Linked DNA regions of Anas platyrhynchos: region 1 is linked to region 2. Evidence: chromatin contacts called from public Hi-C data. All regions are on one chromosome and are shown on one strand. Each heading gives the region's core, a stretch centred on a gene start, on an enhancer-like site or on the middle of the called end of the contact. The rest is flanking DNA. Distances are from core to core; before and after follow the strand shown. Region 1 overlaps NUMB (NUMB endocytic adaptor protein). Region 2 holds the start of RIOX1 (ribosomal oxygenase 1).

Region 1 (5,975 bases), core at 3,087-5,586, 73 kb after region 2:
ACCCAAGAATTGTTAACACTGTCTTTAAGATATTCTGTATGAAATAAAAATACAGGAAAATAATATAATAGATGCCATTGTGAGGGCTTTGTTTCTTCTGATGCTTGCTAATTTATTCAGGTAAGACTTCTTTTTTTTTTTGAGAGAGAGAGAGAAGACTAGTGCAAACACAGTAGGGAATGTTTGCTCTCGGTTTCTCTTGTAAAAGAGAGATAATGAAAGTTTGATGGAAGAAAGATATGTCACTGTTAAAAGTAGCGTTAAGTTGGTGTGTTTAACTTCTTCCCTTCAGGCGTTTCTTTTTTTTGCCCAGAGTTGGGGTGTTTGTAGAGTGCTAGCACAGATTTATCCTTTTTTAGATTTTACAGAACATGTGGAACCACTTTGAAAATCATGTTGCAAATAGGATTTCATCCTGCCTCCAGGCTCTGTTCTGTTAGTGTTGGACAGGGACTCAGTAGCTGTTCATTCATTGTTCCTTGAGGATGCTGTATTGAAAACAAATTTAACATTATTTAAAGGTTCTCTGCATTGGCACTGTTCTTGAAGCTATTCCTGTGCTACATCCTCAGCTGATCCTGTTTGTTAATTACAGTCTCTAACTGTGGTGTTGAATTTTGAGCAAACCTGATGCATCTAAGGAACATCTGTGTTTGGTAGAGGTAATGCTTTGTGAAAAATATTAGCAAAATCCCTGTAGCGTTGTTGCCTTAAAATTCAGGGAGGTGGGTTTGCTGTATGGTTTGTTCAGTGCTGTGCTCATAAATTTGGAGCTCATAATTCTGGGTTTGTACGGTTAATTTTCGGCAATAACTCCTCAGTTTTTGGTTTAGTGATCTTTGCTTATCTACTGTTTGCAGGATGTCTGTGTCGTATGTAACAAGCTGCTGGTTGTATTTTCTCAGTCATCCCAGTGTGCGTAGGATTTTACACATAGCCCTTCGCTGTATTTGAAATCTAACCACACCTGAGGAGGTAATCTGACACATTCACAACAGGGCCTTTGAATGGGCAGTGACTTGCCTGCTCTGCTCTTTTATGTGAACTCTTTTGAATTGGCTAAAGTTGCATTGAAAGAAGAGCCTTGATACTGGAACATACAACTGAATGGTTTTTTGCACTCCACCACATCAGCAGAGAGACAGGTGCACGTCTGTCAGCAGAGGTATGTAAAGGGTATTAGACTTGTGTTTAGGCAAGTGTGACTTGCAGACTTTTACTATCCCATTAGGCACAGAATTGTAAGGTTCTATTAACCTTTGTGGTATGGAGGCATGATAGGTTTTATCCTTTATAGATGCATGCAGAGCTGCCTCTTTATGAAGTGTGGAACCGTTAATACTTCTTGAAAAGTCGCTGCAGAAAATACGACAGGCATTCAGGTCTCAGACAGGACCATTCTCTTTCACTGTTCTAGAAAATTAAAAAGTAACTACTGTGCTTCAGTAGTGAATCTTCCCTCTGAGGAGAAAAAAATGTGCCATACCTATGTAATATATAAAAGGTTTACATAGAGACATTGCATTTACAACTGTTCAGAAGTCAATTATTCTAACGGACGTTAAAGCTGCTCTTATCAGTGCTATAATTTATTTTTACACAATCTCTATAAATTATAATTGTCCAAAATGAAGTTCATTGACATACACGTTTTCCAACTTGCTTTCTTGCTCCAGACACTACCTCACTGAGACCATGCAGCTGTTCTATGTTTTAATGACTAAAATATTTGACACTAGGGCTTCTTTTGTCTGAAATGCCTTTCCGAATGTCCCTCTGGGTAAGTAGTTTTTGTTCATACAAGTGCACTGTAGAGTAACTGGCCTGTGAAATTTATATCAGGAAAATTAGGTCATTTCCCCCTACTTACGAGAATTAAACAAATTGAACATTTGCAAGTTCTTGGTTCTTCTAACCAACTTATGTATCAAAGGGAACATTTACAGTTGATTCCTACCTGTGGTTCTAGAGGACTCAACAGCCAGATGCAGCTTGGATTAATTGGATTAGTTTTATTCTGTCACTTACTTCCAAGTTTCTGGGGGTCAATCTCTTTTGACCTTAATGTGTCTAAGGCTACTGTTGCCTGTAGCCTGCAAGGTTGCTTGTGTATGTATTTTATTCCACTTATTTCAACAGAAAAACTAAATATATCAATGAATAAAGTCAGTGGGGAAGAGTAACATACCACACTTGTGTTTTGAGTCTGAAGTCCGGAGTTTAGCACTGAACACATGGTGTCATGTGAATTAGCCTCTCCACTGAATCTTGATTTCTATGTTAGTGTTGCCAGATAGAAATCAAATGGATACAGTAGTACGTTCACTTACAAGAGAATTAACTTTTCAGATCAAATACTCTTCGATTGTTTTGTCTAGTTCTTGCTTTGATGGGAGATGTTTGGAAGACACTAACACTTTATATTAATATATAACTTAGTATAATGTTTATAATTAATAATAATAATAAAGAATATTTTTAAAAAGCGCAGAGAGGATAAAAGAGGGAATGACTTGCTCTAGGCCTCATAGAATATTGTCACTGGGTCAATGTGGCTGTGAGTGCTGGCTTCCATCTCTGGGATCCCTGTGACGGAGCAGTGTCTTACGTAATTAGTGTGTATGCAGCCCACTGAAACCTCCCTCAGTAGGAAATAGGCCACAGCTGTCCCTTTGCTGTGTGCTCTCACACCACTCATAGCTGCCCAGTTGTTGTTTTTAGTTTTGGAATTTACATAGTGAGCCTTATTGCTTAATGTCTAAGATACAAATCTCATGTTAAAAATATTTTTTTATATTTTAAATTAGTTTATAAGCACAGCTTGCATGCCATTCCCTTCCTCCAGATCAGAAAGGCTGGTAGTCAGCACAGGTGACTGGCTGTTATTTCACCTGTTAATACATACACTTTTAGTTTGAAATAATAATAGCTGTGAAGGAGTTTACTTGCTTCTGATGCTGCAGTGCCTTTAAGTAAGGCCTGTGGTATTTTTGACTGTGGAGGCTTGAGATGCTTGAACAGTCTTTGGGAACTATGTTAAGCATTTTTAAGAAGTTAAAGTGACAAATCTGCTGATTTCTGAAACGTCGCAAAGCCTTACACGTTAAACACTACAAATCCCAACCTCTTAAGGCATGAATTGATGTTAGCAGTGAACAATAAGCATACATATGGCATGATAACCCAGCAGCATGTAATTTTTTTAATTCCTGCAGCGTTTCAGATCCCAGGAAGACAGCTAATTGTAACAGAAGGTGTAAGACTTATCTTAAATAAATTCCTATGCACTTTTGTCATGACTAAAGGAATGCAATTCAATCCATAATCTTTAAACTTTTCAGATTTGTATATAGCCTTTAGTTTGAATAGCCTTGCAAACAAGTTTGAAATGAAACTTCTTACTCATTTTAAAAACCCGCTTGTCTTTGGCCAAGGTCAAATTCTTACATTGTTTAATAAACTTCAAATTGTTTTAAAGATACGAGTATTTATGTCTAGAGCCGTAAAAATGGTTTAGATGTCCTTGTAGAAATTTAGCTTTTAAATATAATTTAAGTATTGGAAATTAAAAAGAAAAAAAGTTATTATTGGGTTATCCTTTTTAATTTTGAGTTTTTGTTTTTTATTTTGCTGAGCTAGAGGATTTCCAATGTCATAAGTGGAAATTGATTTATTTGCAGGACTTGAAGAAAAGGTACGATGTGCACCTGTGCATTGTGTTATCATCACTTGTTTTTTAACAGACTTTTAAGTTTATTTACAAATACTGAGTTCCCAGAAGTGTAGGAATTGCACATCAGAGTGAACGATTGAAAAATTAAACATGCACAAAGCTGTAAAGGGGCTAGGAAAATAGCGGGTCTTTTAAGCCTCATCAAGGGAAATTTTGGATAGGCATTCACAACGATAACTCAGTAAATCAACCCCCCTTTCTAACAGTATGTCATGTAAGCTACAGGGTGGATGGCATACCCTATTGATCTCCAGCTACAGAAATGTTGTAGTGCTACCGGGCTGACTTCTCTGATGTAGATGTGGAAGTAGATCCTGCCTTGAGGCAAGCGGTGTCCTACATAACCTCCTGGGTTCCTTCTCAGCCACATTTCAGGGATTTGTGAGACGACGAAGAATACAGCATTTGTGTATCCTACATTGAACTTTGCTACTTCATCTTCAATAGTCCTAACGGGAAATGTTTTTTATTTCCTCACAGTGTTCTTTCTGTTCACACTGCTAAGTATAACGTGAGAATCAGTAAGAGAAATGTACAGCGTGATTCTTAGATGGGTGTGGTGTGAAAGGACACTGAGAACTACTGGTACAGATATTGCTTCATTCTTAGAGTTAAATTGTTTTGGCCCATGCTATTCAGAGACATTTAGTGGTGATAGCAGTTACAGAGCATATTTGCTGAGGAGTTAACAAATTAATGAGACGTTTTCTGTTCTGGTGACTTAGGGAAGTGGAAGAAATCAGACCCCAAGGGAATGTATAGCATCATAACTAACCTGTAGTTCTGAATAAGCAGAATTTAGCTTAGTTTGTTTGGTGATGCTTAATCATGCCTTTTTTCTTTTTTTTTTTCGTCATTATCTGTGCTTCTACAGCTCTAAGCAAACATCTGTTTCAAACCAATAAATTAAAAAGCATCAGCATGAATATGAGAGAGGAGAGAAGTAACGTATTGAATATTTGGATGTAAATCTTACTGAGGCCAGTGGAAAATTAGCTCAGCTTTGAGATGCATCCAGGCTTCTTGGATTTAATCTGGTATCTAGTTGCAAGACAGGATTTCACCCTGAAACTGCGAGTTAAGTACACCTTAACTGCGAGTTAAGAACACCTGTTCTAGAAGAGTATCTATGCATACAGATTCCAAGTATTCAGTCTTCAAATGGAGTATTATTTATAGCAGTAGAGAGAACAGTATTTACACAGAGGAAGAAAGAGGAATGCTGCTGCCTCCAGGAAAAATACCGAGGAAATGGTAGTGTGCTGCTCTCAGCAGCAGTTAGTTCTCTAACATGGGACACCTTGGCCAAGACTTATGGTAAGCTCTTTTCTTGTGTCCATGTAGTTTAAAATATAATCTGAAGAGCCTAATCTATTATTGTAAATAAAACAGTGCAAGTGAACATCTGGCAATGTAGAGAAAACTACAGTAATTTGTGTATCTGCCTCTGTTTGGAAGAGAGACCTTAACTGCAAATAGATCCAGCCAGTTGGCCAGGTGGAAGAAATTCTGGTGAAGGACCTTTTCTTTTTGCCAGCAGCTATTGAACTTTGCATTTTGGAAAACTGGGATAACCAAGTATTTGTGAAAGAAAAGAAAACAAAGAAGTACAAGGTATTATTTTTTGTAATAGGACACAAACTGTAGAGCAGTTTCATTTAATTTTCTGACCAGCAACATTTGTGGCCTGATACATCAGCCCTTGATGTTTAATTAGGAATGCTTTCCATTGCATATGTTTGGGGGAAGTCAGTAGGACAGCTTCACCAAAAATACTTGCTGTGATAACTCAGGTTGTTCACTTTTAGCGGAAATTGGGAAAAGCTTAAAATGTTGAAAAAGAATTCAGTTTTTCAAGCACTTTTCAAGTTCCAAGGGCATTTTGCTGTGTGCCAATTTGACTTGTTCCTGTGTTGATTGCTTTGTAGTGTTTGACTGAAGAGTGATACCAAATACCTCCGAAAGAGGTGTTTCATCTGTGAAAGAGAACAGAAAGTTTGTTGCCTAGAGGTGGAGAGGGAAGGGTTTTTTTTTACTTACTATACTATCATATCATCCTTTGGTGTGTGTTTTTTTTTTTCCTGAAAATGTTAATATAAGCAAAACTTTTCTTTAAAAATGTTTATGTTAAGGGGTTTCCCAACAACTTGAAGGTATTTTGTTTAGAGCTTTTATTTTGTGTTACCCTTTATGTGGATTCTGCCCACAAGGATTTTAACCTTCTGTAAAAGCATTGTTCGTT
Region 2 (6,334 bases), core at 1,239-3,738:
CAGCAAGTTCTCATGCACGTTTCTGTTTGACTGTAGACAAGATACTCAGAGCTGTATCCTTTTAAGAAAACTCTGTAATAGCTTGAATAACCAGCAGGGGAGTATCTCTGCTGTGCGCTATCTGCATGGCATGGTGCTTGTGTGTTAGAGTCCACTTTGATGCTCCACATCGAAAGGGAACTAAGATTGTGCTATTCTCTTCTCATAACATTAGCTCTAACAGCATTTTTAATGTTACCTCACAGAGTCTAAGTGCCTTGCTTACCAGGATCATAAATACCCATCACCAAGTATGTCTGTACGTAATAAGAGTACATCCCACAGTAGTGCAGGCTGCTTTACAATACTTGGTAAACATAGAAGATTTACAGATTGTAAAAAGTTCACTAGCTTCCTGAAGTTAGCTAGGATGCATATGGCTGGCAAAAGGGGAAATGAAAAAACAAAACAAATAAAGAAAAACCTCTCCAGTCACTCAGCCATGCAGAGTTGCTTCTAGAGAGGATCCTTGTTTTAATAAGAACATTTGATTTTTCTGTCCAGGTCAAAGTCATTCTTCACTCAGATCAGATACTGTGATCAGACTGCTCATTCACACCTAAGCAGGTATAAAGTGAAAACAAGAGAGAATACTTTCTAAACAAATGTATGTTTATTTTGTACAAAAACAAGAGTTACACTTGCACCAGTGGTTTCTTAGTAGTCAGAATGCCCTTCTCAAACAGGAGTGTGGCTAAAGAAATCTTGTCATCCAACGTTCCACATGGGAGGGTATCCACAGTGACATGGTTTGGATAGGAAGACAGAAGAAATTCAATACTGTCTGTATACTCAGGATCTATCTCAAGGTACTTGGGTTCTTCCTTATGATACACTCTTGAATTTTCTGTTGTGTAGTACAGCATCACACCTGCTTCTTCATTGCACAACCTAATGATGCCATGACGGAGGAGACGAACTTCTGTGTCTTTTGTTATTAGTATGTCAACATTGCGGGGACTTCCATCTTGCCACTGGGCTGGAAAGCCATACACGCTTAGCTGTTTTTCACTTTGGGTAAGCACCGGGGGGAGACAGTCATGAAGAAACGACTTGGCTCTCTGATCTACAGCAGCATCAATGGGTGCATAGTCAACAAGTTTCTTCACCAGTCTCTGCAGCTTCTCCACAAAAGCCGTTCGGCAAGCGTCAGCTGCATCGGAGTTGGCGACCCCCATGTACCCCAGGTAGCCTATGGGAAGCCCTTGCCGGTACTCAACATCCTCCTCCAGGGCCATCTGCAGGGCCGCCGGGAGGAGCTTCTCCAGGAGGTCGCCCCAGGAATTCCTCTGGTAGGAGGACACCGTGATGTGGAGCGAGTGCGCGTCAGGCAGACAATCGCCCTGGTGGATAAAGCCCCGGGGAAAGTAGAGCAGGTCCCCAGCCTCCAGCACCACCTCCAGCACAGGCTTGCCCAGCTCAGCCTGCGTCAGGTTTGCGCTGGAGAACTGGGGCAGCACCTCGGTGTCTGTCCGGGGGCTGTAAACGCGCCAGTGCTTCTTCCCCTCCAGCTGCAGCACGAAGGCCTCGATGTCATCGTAGTGGGGGGCGAAGCCCTGCGTGCCTGGTGGCGTCAGGTAGGTGTTGGCCCCCGCCATGCTCCCGAAATACTCCTGCAGGACGGAGAGCAAGTGCCAGACCGTGGCGGAGAAGGCCTGGGGGTTGAGGAGCCGCAGGGAGCACCCGTTCTGGTAGAAGTCCCAGACGACGGCGGGCAGGGCCCGGCCCACGGGGTTGTGCGTCTCCCGCACCCCCTCGGCGTAGCTGGTCACGTCCAGGTGGGTCCCGAACTGCACCTCGCCGCTGCGCAGGATGGCGTCGAAGTCTGCCGTGGAGAACAGCCCCGCGTAGTACCCGGGGTCCCCCCGCCGCACCAGCAGCGGCGCCCGCTCCCAGTGCCGCCCCGCGAACTCCCCCGGCTCCACCGGCGCCACCAGCCAGCGGAACAGCTCCGCCGCCCGCCGCCGGCTGTCCTCCAGCAGCCCCAGCCGCCGCAGCAGCCCCGGCACGCCGCCGCCAACCGAGCTCGCCGCGGGGCCTCCCGGCGGCTTCGCCTCGGTGCTCCCCACCGGAGCCCGCACCCTCGGGGCGCCCGGGCTCGGCGCGGGGCCCCCCGGCGGCTTCTTCTCAGCGCTCCCGGGCGCTGCCTCGGCCCGCTCCACGCGGCCGGGCACGGCGGTGGCGGCGCTCGGCGGCGGTGGCGGCGCCGCCAACTCGTGGCCGCCTCCTCCTCTCGCCGCGCCGCGCCTCGGCCGCGCCTTGGCCCGCCTGCCTCCCGCGGGCAGCGGCGTCCCGCGGCGGCGCCGCTCCAGCCGCTCGGCCCCCGCCGCCCGGCGGTACACCGAGAGCGCCGACAGCCGGCCCAGCCGCCGCCGCTGCTGCTGCTGCAGCTCCTCCGCGCCGCCCGCCGCCATCTCGGCCCGCCCCGCTGGGCCGCTTCCGCCGGGGTGGGCGCGGTGGCGCCGCCCGGCGCCGGTCCCGCCGTGGGGCCTCAACGAGCCCGGTGCTGCCTAGGGCCCGGCAGGCTGCAGGGGCGTCTCGCTGTTCACAGGGTGTAGCCTCGTGGTGCTGGGTACATGGTACTCGGAGCTGACCCCTCCGAGGCTGCTGCTTCAGGCACTAGGCTATGTTGGTGATTTCCTGATCAAGAACAAGCTTCAATAGGAGAAATTCACTGAGCAATACTCGTGTGAGAAAAATCTCTGGTGGACTGACATCATTTGTGGGAATGGATTTTGCATGGACATTTTACCTCCTGTTAGTCCAGAGCATGTAACTGGAGCAATTACCCGAGTGTGCTCAGGAAGCTTACGGTTTACAAAGGTGTTATTAACCTCTCACAGATCTGAATATCAGCTTCACACAGCTATGTATTTAACATAAAGTAAGCAGCTAACATTCAAAGACACATGCAGATCTGTCGTGTGGGCCACTTAGTGTAACGGGCCTAGGATAGGGAGCTGGAAAGCCAGTCTTGGCCTCTTCCACCTTTAGCATTGCCAGGATTTCAGCCCCGACCTACATTTACGTGGTACCAGGAGGCAGGAGCAGAAATCCCCAGCCCGGCCCAGTAAGGGTGCTCTCAGCTGCTCAGTCTTAACTGGAAACAGACACCTTACAGGTTTAAGATATTTTGGCTTGTCTTAAGATATCTTTCGATTGCAAGCCTCATTTTAGAGGTGCGTGGATAACATTATTGCCTCCGGTTTAATTTCTTGAGCATTTTCGGCCTTGCCAGCAGGTGGCAGAGGCAGCCCGGCGCTCCCGCACTGCCGGCTCCTCCGCAGGGTGTTTGGGGAAGGCTGGAAGAGATGCCGGAATGGGCATGGGGAGGTTTCTTGGCAGGATTTCTGCTCTGGATGGGGTTTAAAATGAGAGGAAAGTGAAAGCAGGCTGTGTGTTCGTGTGTATCCTGGGAGAGAAGGAAGGGTGAGCTCTGCATTTCAAACCGTTCTTTGTTTCCCAAGGTTAAGCCCTGCTTACCCGAATAATCTTATCAGCTGAAACCGTTTCAGCAGAACTGGGCCCTAAACAAAACCAAGAGGCAGACGCTTTGAAATAGGGTAGAAATTCGACTATTGTATGCTTGAATTGCATGTAAGCATGGCTAAGTAGGCTTTGGGGGGAAAAAAGACCTTTGAAAACTCTGGGCTTCTGAGGTGTTATTCGTGTTACTGTTTAATTTACTCGAGTGCAACCAATTCTTAGACGCTGAGAGCTTGGTACAGAGCCTGACCCGAGTTGCTCCGGAATATCTCTAATGAGTTCAGCAGTGCTGTCCTGGGTGTTTACCAGTACAGTGGGTTCAAAGTCCCACTCTGGGGCTCTGATCTTGGTACGAATGCCACTTTCTACTGCTGAAAGATAGATGACTGACACTGGATTTCTTGATGTATACCAAAGTCCCAAAGTGAAGGACATGGTGGAAAATAATGGTGGTGAAATCTCTACAACAACAAAATGTTTCTTTTGACAGTTGAGCCTTTCCAATGGTAAAGGCTTTCATGAATAAAGAACGTTGCTACTTTTCTGTGCCACACAAGAAAGGATTTTGACCTACGGCGCAAAGAGAGAGCTTTCATATCACTTACAGAGTACTCAGATGGTTTTCTAGGAATAGCCAAGAGGTTTACATGCCGTTTTCATTCACTGTCCGATATTTCAAGGGAATTTGTTGAAAAGAAAGTAGAGCGTCACATAAAACTCTTTAAATAAACAAAAGGAAAGTAGCACAGATCTCTGAATGATTAGGTGGTCCCCAGCTGCTGCTCACACAGACATAGTAGCAACTGGAGGCTCAATTAAATTTCTTAATTAGAATTTAGCACAAAGTTACTCAGATTTTATGAGCATATAAGCTGCATTGCCAAGAGCCACACACATTTTATTTAAGAGGATATAAAAAATGTGGTGAGTACAACTTATAAAAGAGCCACAAGTGACTTCAGAAGAAATAAGTAAATGGCACCTCAAAGAGGTGCAGGGCTTATTTGATATTTTAACCTTTTTCCACTCATGGTTCAAGGAATTGAAATCTTGGGTTTAAAGAACAGCTTGTATAAGGCGTGATCCTGCAAAGCTATGAGCAATATTCACTAAGGAGCGGAAAGGGCAAAATTATTTGCACAATTGGGCCTAATCCACATTTTTTACTTCTCTGTATATTGGATGCTCAATTGTTCACCATTGTGCAAGCTGCCCAGCACATTCTCTTAGTTCCTGAAAAACCACTAATGTAAATCGGTCACTTTTAGAAAGTTAAACTAGGTTTAATCCTTTTTCTCATGATTACTTTGCTGGCAGCCTTCCTTTCGCACTGTCAGTTTTGTTCTCGTGCCAAAAGCAATACCCGGTAAGGAAAAGGAACATTTCAAGCCTTTACTAACAGGTTTCCTCAGCTTAGAGCCCTGAGAGTCTTTCTCATACAGCCCAGTGACATCCAGGATGTCATCACTGGAAGGACACTGGGCAGGATTGTGAAGCCTGCTCCTCTTTGTGAAAGCTATAAAGTTCACTGCCAGATAACAAGACTAAAAGCTAATTCAGGAACTGTTTCTCAAGAGCTATCCTCTGGCCCCCTCATCAGAGTGAATGCACTCACTCACTGAAGCATCTCTTGGCAGAGTTTTTGGCCTGTCTCCAGCTGTTTCTCTCTTCTCAGTGATTTTCTTATTCAGTGACTGGTTGTAGTCTTTAATCCTGGTTATCTGGCACACAGAGCCCCACTGAGAAAATAAGCCGTTCCTGCCATGCAAAAGTCCAATTAAAACAAATTCATAAAAATAATAATTACAAGGTCCAGGCTCCCCTGTGAAATTATCTTTTTGGAGGAATTGGAAGCACAGACGTTTCCTCTTGTCCTACGTGACACTAAAATACAAGCTCTGTAACTTGGAGCTGAAATTACATAAAATATTTGAGTAGGACCCTTGACTGAGCTGTCACCTCATGCCCACTGTAATCGCAGGGTTTACTTTGTAGGCATTTCAAAAGTAATTTTATGAGGGCTTTTTGTGTTCTTAATATATGTCATCTAGCATTTGGTAGCATTGAGCAGATACCATCTGCAGTGACTCCGTAGGCAGTGACTAACCACAAAGCTGCAGACACCACGGCTCCAGCCTTCTTGCTTTTCAGCAGAAGGAGAGAGGTAAATGACCATGAAAATCCACATCATAAAACGAAAGCAAAAAGAATCTGAGTGAAGTACGTGCCCTGTGAGATTGCTCACATACTGACAATTAAGACAGAAGGTACAGTCAGGCTGTTGCGCATGCATTGTGTATCTGGTGGTAGAGAATATGCTTTTGATATGCAGAGATGGCTCTTGACAGGCTGTTTGGGTGAGGCTTTTCCAGGGCAGAAGGATTGTAAAGGATTCTTTCTATTCATATCCTTTCTGTATTAATTATGGCAAGTGCACAGCTTTGCTCATTAACTACATGCATGCCATCTATTTCAAAATGAACACGTAGCAGTTCTGACATACAGCTGTGACATTCAGCATTTGGTTCTTCGGTGCGTTTCTCCTTTTCAGAGGTGTTGCAAAAGACTTTCTCCTTTCCTGGTAAGTGGGCAAAAAAGCTGTCTACACTGTGTTTTTTTCTGAAGTACTCTGAAATCGCTTGCTCACCTCTGACGCAGCATATCAGATGGAAATATCTGTTCAAACAGGATGTCTTGGTTTAGCAACCATATTGTTCAGGTTTGCTCAGAGCATGACAGCAGAAAGCCTACGTAGTACTTATGTATTTGTTTCCTGTAGTATATTTGTGTAGCTACTAGAGGCTACTAG

Evidence for each region. Hi-C and Micro-C count contacts between places; a contact is called where the count stands out from the background.
Region 1: a Hi-C map of skeletal muscle shows a contact between it and region 2, with 1.5 times the contacts expected there. The contact joins the enhancer-like site here to the promoter of RIOX1 in region 2. A contact is called at or near these places in 2 of 8 Hi-C or Micro-C datasets (F1 follicle and skeletal muscle).

What each region holds. Positions count from the first base shown.
Region 1 is chr5:35,209,220-35,215,194 of IASCAAS_PekinDuck_T2T, forward strand. The region is part of intron 3 of NUMB (NUMB endocytic adaptor protein); the gene reads left to right. Among named protein-coding and RNA genes, the nearest start is that of NUMB, 66 kb to the left of the region's middle. Within about 2 kb of position 4,337, at least 1 of the 8 cell types and tissues checked has an H3K27ac peak or open chromatin away from gene starts, as enhancers often do. A contact at or near this core is called in F1 follicle, where this site is marked.
Region 2 is chr5:35,137,719-35,144,052 of IASCAAS_PekinDuck_T2T, forward strand. RIOX1 (ribosomal oxygenase 1) reads right to left here and starts at 2,489. Exons shown (of 1, transcript XM_005021698.5): 1 at 631-2,489. The coding sequence starts at 2,453. The coding sequence ends at 675.